Regions from separate parts of the Mus musculus genome. Here region 1 is linked to region 2. A link is a contact called in public Hi-C data. All regions are on one chromosome and are shown on one strand. Each heading gives the region's core, a stretch centred on a gene start, on an enhancer-like site or on the middle of the called end of the contact. The rest is flanking DNA. Distances are from core to core; before and after follow the strand shown. Region 1 overlaps Ninj2 (ninjurin 2). Region 2 overlaps Wnt5b (wingless-type MMTV integration site family, member 5B).

Region 1 (4,659 bases), core at 691-3,190, 700 kb after region 2:
ATTTCATCGCCTTTGGGGAGGGTATTAAAACCCCTGTATTCTTCCCAGTCCCTTCCAGCCCTTTTACCAGATTCTCTTCTCTTATAGCACAGGCACTCCATGCGCGGAGGGAACCAGCGCATAGACCTGAACTTTTATGCCACCAAGAAGAGTGTGGCAGAGAGCATGCTAGACGTGGCGCTCTTTATGTCCAATGCCATGCGGCTGAAATCAGTGCTGCAGCAAGGGCCATTCGCGGAGTACTACACCACCCTAGTCACCCTCATCATTGTCTCTCTGCTCCTGCAAGTGGTCATTAGCCTCCTTCTTGTGTTCATCGGTAAGGAGCCCAGCCTGGAGTCAGGCTTTCTGCCTTGGCGCCCCCTGGTGGTAGGAAAGGTCCCTGCATCATATGTGAAACTTCCCAGCCACCTGCTAACAGAGGGGTTACACATCTACGCCTAGGTAACAGATCCTACACTAAGGGCACCCCCAGTCCTATCTCCTCATATCCCATGGGTGGGCACTTCTCGGCAGCTGATAAATGACTGACCCTACTAGCTAGTGACAATTTCTTGTGTCCATTGTATTGGAAGTACACCTTCCCTCGTAGACGTTTTTGCATCCCAATGTCCATTCTATGAATCATCCAGTAGATGTTTCATGTGCTAGAAGACTCAAACACACTTCAGTCCAGTGACTTCATTTCTTCCTGATCGGTCTCCAAAGCCAGGTTGTCTCCAAATTCATGGGTGGGGAGAGGGAAGCTCCAGGCTTTGGCCCTGTTAGATTGACCCTTACCCACCCACCATCCACCACCACTCACCCTGATCTCCTTGTCTCCACAGCCATCCTGAACCTGAATGAGGTAGAGAACCAGAGGCATTTAAATAAGCTCAACAATGCTGCCACCATCTTGGTCTTCATAACCGTGGTCATCAACATTTTTATCACTGCTTTCGGAGCACACCATGCAGCCTCCATGGCTGCCAGGACCTCCAGCAATCCTATTTGATGACTACCTAGGTCCCAGGTGAATGAGGCAGAGGCCCAGAGGACCTCAGATCCAAGGGCTCATCAATGACTTTCTCGGTCTCTGGAGGTCAGAGTACGAGGGCTCTCTTTCCGTCCTCCCACCACCACACACACACCAAGGGGGAAGGTCTATAGTCCCATAGGCAAGGGAGTCCTTGAAGAGCTGACAGGCCTCCCAAAGTACACACACCATGGGGGATGGGATACATGTGTAAATCTCCCACAATGCATGTACCATGGATGCTGTATTGCATGCATGAGTCATGGATGTATCTGCACCTTGAATGCTAGGTTATAGGTTCGAGCCTATACACGCACACTGACTGTTGGTATACAAATGTCAGCCTCCAACAGAATCTTCACAGTTGGTGCTTGTTTATAAGCATGCCTCCCCCAACTCTCAAGTACACACACCATGAGGGCTGGCAAGCTGGTTTCAGGCTCCAACCAGGGTATTCAGAGAGTGCTGGCTTAAAGCACGGGCCTCACACAGGACATGCACCATGAGCGATGTGTTACAGGCATGAGCTTCCCACCGTACATCCACAAGCTCTGGTGTGAAGGGATGGGCCTGCCACGGCAAATAAATCATGAGGGATACAGGAGTCGGCCTTCCTCACTCTGTGCACCATAAGGGCTGGGTTATAGGGACAAGCCTCCCACAGTCAGTACACATAGCATGAGGGGGACTTAGTGAAACCTGCCCCTGAGACCTTTGCTCTGAAGGGGTGACTATCCTTCATTTCTTTTGCTGTTTGCTTTCAGGCAGTGTTTCTTGTAACCCATGCTAGACCTAAGCTTCCTGTGTAACTAAAGATGACAGGTGTGCCACACCCAGCTGGTTTTTAGGCAGACCCCACCCCCAGCTTGGGATGGAACGGAGGGCCTGTGTGGTTAGTGTCTGTTGTGGCCTGTTGGCAAGAAAAAGATGGGGCTGTGGTGTCTACTTGATGCTGCCTAACAGCACAGTAGTCAGGCATTGCTTGGTCCCCTACTATGGCAGATGAGCCAACAACAGCATCCATAATGCTCCCCCTAGGAGCAGCCTGGAAACTGCACTTCAGGGCGCCTGAATGACTCCATTCTTTACTTACATCAGCATGCGGACTGGGTGTAAATCCAGCCCAGGAGGAGCCTCATCTGGCCCCGCCCCTGCATTACCTTTTGTCTGTTTTCCCTGCAGGAGCTGGGTCTAGAGCCACTTCAGCCTTTGTCCCTGACTTGTCAGGATAACTAGCATTTCCCACAGCCTCCAGGAGAGCTTCAAGGGCTACGAAGAAACCCCTGCCTCTTGTCCACAGCACCAGAATTAAAGTGGGCCTCTTTCCTGGGTGACGTAATTGCACTTTGGTCTGGAGGCCCGAGCTGCTTCCAGCAGCAGTAACTCGGTCTGTTAAGGCAGCTCCTGCACAGCCTGCACACTCTGCACTGCCTTCTTTTCCTGTGCTCCAGGCCTCAATGTTCCCTTTCTGCAAAATGGAATCTATCTATAAAGATATCTGAAAATTCACCGAGTTAGTCTTGCTGTCTTCAGTCCAATGGGTTCTAAATCAGGCTGGTGCGTGGATACCTCATCATCTTCGTCCTCAAAAAGGCTTATTGTCGTCTGTATGGTGACAGAGGTCACTGAGTTCTGGATTGACGAATGCACACATAGCCTTTTAAAGAATCTACTATAAACATACTCCACTTTTCACACTAATGATGTCTGGTGTCTCTTAGGTGTGTTCTAATAATACAAATGTTTGGGGCCGGAGAGATGACTCAGCAGTTAAGAGCACTGACTGCTCTTCCAGAGGTCCTGAGCTAAACTCCCAGCAACCACATGGTGGTTCACAACCATCTATAATGGGACCCAATGCCCTCTTCTGGCATGCATATGTTACATGCAGACAGAGCATTAATGTACATGAAACACATTAATCTTTTTAAAAATAATTTATTTTCATCTTATGTTCATTGGTGTTTTGCTTGCATGAATGTCTGTGTGAAGGTGTCAGGTCTCCTGGAACTGGAGTTACAGACAATTGTGAGTCACCAGGTGGGTGCTGAGAATTGAGCCTGGGCTCCCTGGGAGAGTTGTTGATCTCAGCCACTGAGCCATCTCTCCAGCTCTGAAACACATACATCTTAACAACAACAAAAATACAGATTTTCACTGGTGGGAAGGTTAGTGAGCAAAAGCCCTTGCTGCCAAGCCGGAGGAACCCCATATGATGTGAAGGGAGGAGAACGGATCACTGAAAGCTGCCCTCTGACACCACCCTGCACTGTGGCATACATACACCACATACATTCTAAATGATTACATTTTTCTTTTTCTTTTTTTGAGACAGGGTCACACCATGTAATTCTGGTTGGCCTGGAACTCACTATGTAGACCAAGCTAGATTCAAACCCCAAACCCACAGTTTCACCTGCCTCTGCCTCTGGAGTGCTGAGATGAAAGGCATGCACCACTAAACATGGCTAAAAGCATTTAAGAAAAAAGGGGAGGTGGGGGGAGAAGTAGAGAGACAGCCGAGTAGTTAAGAGCACCGGCTGCTCTGCCAGAAGTTCTGGGTTCAAATCCCAGCACCCACCTGGTGACCTACAAACACCTGTAACGCCAGTTCCAGGGAATCTAATGCCCTCTTCTGGCCTCTCTGGGCACTAGGCACACAGGTGGCACACAGACACGCAGGCAAAACACCCATATACATAAATTCTTGAAAAATTTTTGCCTAGGTCAAACATAACTAGGGAGGCCAACTCACACTTGCGAAGCCTTAGTAGGGCATCTTCAACTCACACAGAAAAGATTTTCTTATGTTTATCTATTAGCCTAGGCTGACATGCTCTCCTGACGTTTCTGTGTTAGCATCCCAAGTGCTGGGATTACAGCTGCACGGTTCTAGCTTGTCTTCCTCACTAGGACGGGGGTGGGGGACTTTCTAGTTGAGACCACAACCTGGGCTGCTGAGACTAATAGACTCGGGACACTGCTGTGCCCTTCCCAAGCACAGCACAGAAAATGTCCCTTCTGCTGGCAAGCACTGAACCAGGAGTCAAGTCAGAAGGGAGGGGATGGATGGTCCTTAGCGTGTCCTTGAGCAGACAGCTGAGGGACATGAATGGCTTAGGAACACCCCTGGCTCTTCCACCCAACCCTTTCCTACCTTGATTGGGCAAGAAGGAAACAGCCGCTTGTTTTCTAAGATGCTGACTTTAATGCCCTCCTCCCTCTCCCCACCCACGGCACTTTCCTCTCTCTTAAGGCAGATGGTAAGGAGGTAACAGATGTCAGACACAAGGCACTAGACCTGGGAGGGAGGAGGCAAGCAGGGTGGGGAGGCCCAGGGGGATTCTAGTCCTTAGGACAGAACAGGAGGGCTGCAGCCACCGGCTCTGGCCTTCGAGCACAGGGCCCAAAGTTTCTGGTTTCAGAGAGAAGCCCGGCGCTCCAGCTGTTCTGCTGCAGCCTTAGCCTGCTTCCTGTGCACCTTTTCTAAAGGGCAGAGGGCCTGAGCAGGCAGGAGAAAAAGCTGCAGCCCAGAAACAGACGGCCCTGCCCTTCGGATAGCTTCAAAGAAAGGCCCGGTGGGTTCCCAGAGGGCCCCACCTTGGATGTGCCAAGCTCTGCTCCTGGCACTCAGAGCCCACCAC
Region 2 (5,017 bases), core at 146-2,645:
TGGCCCTGGCATTCCCCTATACTGGGGCATAGAACCTTCACAGGACCAAGGGCCTCTCCTCCCATTGATGACCGACTAGGCCATTCTCTGCTACATATGCAGCTAGAGACACGAGCTCTGGGGTTATTGGTTAGTTCATATTGTTGTTCCACCTATAGGGTTGCAGACCCCTTCAGCTCCTTGGGTACTTTCTCTAGCTCCTCCATTGGGGGCCCTGTGCTCCATCCAATGGATGGCTGTGAGCATCCACTTCTGTATTTGTCAGGCACTGGCAGAGCCTCTCAGGAGACAGCTATATCGGGGTCATGTCAGCAAACGCTTGCTGGCATCCACAATAGTGTCTGGTTTTGGTGGTTGTTTATGGTATGGATCCCCAGGTGGGGCAGTCTCTGGATGGTCATTTCTTCAGTCTCTGTGTACCCACTTTTCTTTATGTGGGTGCTGGGCCAACATTCAGTTACCCACTGAGTCACACCCCCAGGGCCGTGATGGCTGCTCTGATAAGACAAGTATCTGATCTAGTGGAACCCAAATCGGGATCCTCTTCTGGTCCTGGTGTCAGAGAATCCCTTCCTCCCTTCCTCCCTGCCTCTCTCCCTCCCTTCTTCCCTCCCTCCTTTTCTTCCCTCCCTCCCTCCCTCCCTCCCTCCTTCCCTCCCTCCCTGCCTGCCTCTCTCCCTCCCTCTGTCCCTCCCTTCTTCCCTACCTCCCTCTCTCCCTCCCTCTGTCCCTCCCTCCCTCCCTCCCTCCCTCCCTCCCTCCCTCCCTGCCTGCCTCTCTCCCTCCCTCTGTCCCTCCCTTCTTCCCTACCTCCCTCTCTCCCTCCCTCTGTCCCTCCCTCCCTCCCTGCCTCTCTCTCTCCTTCTCTCCCTCCCTTCTTCCCTACCTCCCTCTCTCCCTCCCTTCTTTCATTCTTTTTTGAGACAGGGTTTCTCTGTGTATTCCTGGCTGTCCTGGAACTCACTCTGTAGACCAGACTCACGGAGATCCACCTGCCTCTGCCCCATGAATGCTGGGTTAAAGGTGTGTGCCATCACTGCCCAGCCTATGTCTTCTTTTAAAAAAAAACATTCATCTTGTGTGTTTGTATGTGCGCAGGAGTGGGTACCACTGCATATGTGAGGAGGTCAGAAGACACCCGTGGTTCTAATTCTCTTCTTCCAGTATGTGGGGCTCAGGGATCAAATTCAAGTCATCAGGTTCAGCCGCAAAGGCCTTGACCTGCTGAGGATCTCCCTGTCCCCAGACCTTATGTTTTCTCAGAAACACTATGATGTTGGGTCACATGTAAAGTAAACTAGGTCTAGTTTATTCACACAGCACTAGATTTTGAAAGAAGCGCGAGACTGTTCCCTTTCAGTCACTTCCGGTTTCCAGCAATGCCTCGGCTGCCTCACTGCTTGCTTCATGCTGAGAGGCTGCAAGCTCTCTGCTCAGCCTCTCATGCCCTCCCTGCTATCACACGTAAGACATATCTTACCCTTTCTAATTTCGACCCGATTTCCACGAGGGTGTTTTGCTAAGGTACTGACACGGCTCTATCATCTTCTTGGTCACAGTTCTCTGGTGACTTCTTGGTGACAAGTTACAACTGAATCTGTAGTGCAGGTGCAGAGTCTTTACTTAGAGGCTACTTTCTAGCCTCTGCTGGATGTTTGCCAGTCGGGGTCCCTTGGCATGCTTTCAAAAACGAGGCAGGACTCTGCTTGGTGGCCCAGTGAGAGGACTTTGGGGTGTACCCTGAGGGCTATGTGCTAAAGTCAACTGAGGCTCACTTGGGAATTCAAAAGGCCTATTATGTAATAAACAGTGTTTTGATTTGGTTAAAACATTCCTGTGGATCTGGAGATATGCTCAGTAAAATACCTGCCATGTAAGTGTAAGAGCCCCAGACCCACATAAAAGGAAAAAAAAAAAAAAAAAAAAAAAAGCTGGGCCCAGATAGTCGAAGACAAGGCAGGGGGAACCCTAAAATTTCACTTAAAGAGCCCAAAAACAAAGGTGGAGAGAAATCATGGAAGGGAACCTACTGTTTAACCCCGGCCTCCACACCCATGTGCATCTATGTACACATACCACACACAAATACGAAATAAACACAAAATTCCTGTATTTAGACAGGCTCGTTATTTGCATGAACAAAACCCGAATCAGATTGCAAAGGGACAAAAGGAAGATTTTAGGGTGGAGCAATGTCCTGTATTTTGATTATAGTGGATGACTTTACAAGGGATGCTATGGTCTGAAATTAATTTGTCTCTAAAAAAAAAAAATCGTACCGAAACGTGATCCCTAATGTGAGAGAGCAACTAAGATACCTGTTAGAGGTGGCGTGATCTTTGGATGTTTGGGTCGGGAAGGATCTACCTTATGGAGTGATTAAAGCCAGGCTCATGGGATTAGGCTAGTTCCCACAGAGGTGACTTCTGGAAGGACTCAAAGGACGTGGGTGACAATCTGGGATCCCCAGAGCATAGGACTCTACTGAGTTTCCCATGAGGAGACAGAACTTTTAACGGAGACTGAAAACACATCAGGCACCATCTTGCAGCAGAAACCTTACTGGAAATCTATTAAAATCTCAGCATGGTCTCAAAAGACTCTGGTAATTTCTGTGTCCCTGCCAAGGGAATCCTGCATGGGGAGGCCAGAGGTCAACATCGGCATCTTATTAACATTTCCATATTAGTTATCTAATGGGGTCTTCCAGTGAAATTGGAACTCACTGGCTGGCCAAAATGGCTGGCCCAGGATCTATAGCTCTTCCCTGCCTGGGGCCCTACACACTGGCACTGGAGTTATAACCCTGTCCTGCTTCTAAGTGGGTTCTGGAAACTCACCCTCAGAGCTGCCTGCTTGTGTGGCAAATACTTTATCGACTGAGCTATCTCTCAGTCCACCAAGGGAATCTCTTTTTTGGATGCAGGGTCTCTATTGTAGCCCTAACTGACCTGGAATTGGCTATGTAAACCAACCCGGCCCCAAACTTGAGATGATCCTCTTGTCTCTGAGTGCTCAGCTCTGGGATTACATATATACGTCACCATACTTAGCTATAAGGAAATAATTATAAAGTTAGAAAAAAAACCCAATACATATGACTGGGATGTTGTAAGCTGCTTTGCTCTTCTGTTATGCTCGGGACTGAATCAAGAGCTTCAGGCAGTCAATGCAAGTGTGACGACACACTCTTTACCTACTGACAACACACAGGAGCCACACAGATCTCTGCCTTACAGTGGGAACACTTCCAAAACCTGAGCACAAGAGGCTTAAAACCAAACCAGAACAGATCCAGCACTACACTCTGGTTTACTGGAGTGGCCAGGCAGTGGTCTACAGCTAAGTTCTTGTGTGAATTACACTGTTGCTGTCTTTAGACACGCCAGAAGAGGGCATCAGATCCCATTACAGATGGTTGTGAGCCACCATGTGGTTGCTGGGAATTGAACTCAGGACCTCTGGAAGAGCAGTCAGTGCTCTTAACCACTGAGCCATCTCTCCAGCCCCTACAGCTAAGTTCTTAGGGGCCACTTGGACTAATTTTTTTTAAACTACAAATCTTAACTTACAAAGAGAGAGAAAGAGAGGGAAAGAGGGAGGGGATGTGAGGGGAGGGGAGAGAGAGAGAGAAAGAGAGAGAGAGAGATTGAGAAAAAATGATGAAGTGTGGTTGTATATGAGTGTGTGCATGTGAGTTCAGGTGCCTACAGGGGCCAGAGGTATTGGATCCCTGGAGCTGGACTTCTATGCAGTTGTGAGCCACCTGATGTAAATGCTTCGAATAGACCTATGTCTTCCATAACAAGAGCATGTTATAACCACTGAGCTCAGGACCCCTTCCCCCCACTGTCTTTTCTTTGATTCGTATGGTAAAATTATTCACTCTTCCATGTTATGGTAACACATTCTTTTAAATCTTCATATAATAAAACAAAAACACTCAGCGGGGAGCAAACCTGCCAAAATTAGTAGGAGTAAGACCCCACTGGCGTGTTTCTTACTTTTCCTGGAGAAAAATTAACTTGTGTTTCACAGTGACCCTCTTAGCACGGCACGCTCAGCTCAGACCACACAAGAAGAAACCCACGTGGTGAGCTGACGGTGCCATTCCTACTGGTCTCTGTGTCATGTGGGTGTGGTGAGGTTATGTAGGTGTGAGCTAACAGGCCATGTCACCCTCACCCAACACACTCCCAGACTGTCAGTTTCAAGGACACAGATTACACCACAGGGTCAAACTGAATGACAAGGCTTCGGGGTCAGCATGCTGTTCCTCTCATCTACCCGGCAGGTGAATGTGTGCAGGCATTTGGATACCTTTTGTAACCCCTTACTTTGGAAATAGTTTCCATAATCCCAGACAACTAGAAACCAATTTGGGATGGACACAACGCAGATCCTATTTTTCCTAAGGTTGGGGAAAAATAAACTCTGCAATTTAAGTTGGAAGCAGCGAACGGCATGTAAAAACATGGTATATTCAAAGATATCTAAGCTGTAGGGGCAGGATCCTAGTCTACAGGACTAAGAGTTTACAGTCACAGCTGGAGGTAAACGAAGGCCACACAGGTAACACATGTTTAACTGGCCACTGTCCTTGGGATAAAGAGAGCAAGGTAGAAGGAGCTGAGTTCTGAGCTAGCCTGGGGTAGCCTGTGCTCTGCCTGTGAAGTGACATGCTCTGAGATGGTGACATCTCAGCTCTCCTGGCGTTGCCATACCACCCAGACCCTATGAACGGGCTGCAGGGGAGAACACAGGCCAACAGCGATCCATAATCCCAGCACAAGTGCTCACACATCACCGAACCCTTGACCTGACAAGGACACTACTCCCTCTTTAACCCCATTCGTCCTTCCCTTTGTAGACAAACAAAAAGCCACTCATGACACATGAAAGACGCTCACCAGGAACAAGACAGCCCCTCCCCCAACTCAGCTTGTAGTTGTAGCAGCCACAGAAGATCCTGCCAGGCCTACCCACTCCTTGCTCCACCTCAAACCCTGACCCACAC

The links. A called contact is a pair of places that touch in the nucleus more often than the background predicts.
Region 1: a contact with region 2 is called in a Hi-C map of CD8 T cells, with 5 times the contacts expected there. The contact joins two enhancer-like sites. A contact is called at or near these places in 4 of 15 datasets of contacts at CTCF or cohesin (embryonic stem cells, pro-B cells and stem cell-derived epiblast-like cells), 108 of 484 Hi-C or Micro-C datasets (the 63-12 cell line, the AML12 cell line, the AtT-20 cell line and 52 more), 21 of 115 datasets of contacts at active chromatin or transcription factors (the HPC-7 cell line, the NIH/3T3 cell line, T-cell acute lymphoblastic leukemia and 14 more) and 4 of 9 other capture datasets (embryonic stem cells, embryonic tail, liver and 1 more).

What each region holds. Positions count from the first base shown.
Region 1 is chr6:120,197,816-120,202,474 of GRCm38.p6, forward strand. It overlaps Ninj2 (ninjurin 2), which reads left to right. Exons shown (of 4, transcript NM_016718.2): 2 at 88-319; 3 at 828-1,012; 4 at 2,198-2,523. The coding sequence ends at 994. It overlaps B4galnt3 (beta-1,4-N-acetyl-galactosaminyl transferase 3), which reads right to left. Exons shown (of 20, transcript NM_198884.2): 20 at 2,938-4,659. Among named protein-coding and RNA genes, the nearest start is that of Gm25327, 56 kb to the left of the region's middle. Within about 2 kb of position 1,941, at least 60 of the 459 cell types and tissues checked have an H3K27ac peak or open chromatin away from gene starts, as enhancers often do. A contact at or near this core is called in CD8 T cells, T-cell acute lymphoblastic leukemia, Th1 cells and 3 more, where this site is marked.
Region 2 is chr6:119,500,821-119,505,837 of GRCm38.p6, forward strand. The region is part of intron 1 of Wnt5b (wingless-type MMTV integration site family, member 5B); the gene reads right to left. Among named protein-coding and RNA genes, the nearest start is that of Gm30690, 15 kb to the right of the region's middle. Within about 2 kb of position 1,396, at least 48 of the 459 cell types and tissues checked have an H3K27ac peak or open chromatin away from gene starts, as enhancers often do. A contact at or near this core is called in CD8 T cells, T-cell acute lymphoblastic leukemia, Th1 cells and 3 more, where this site is marked.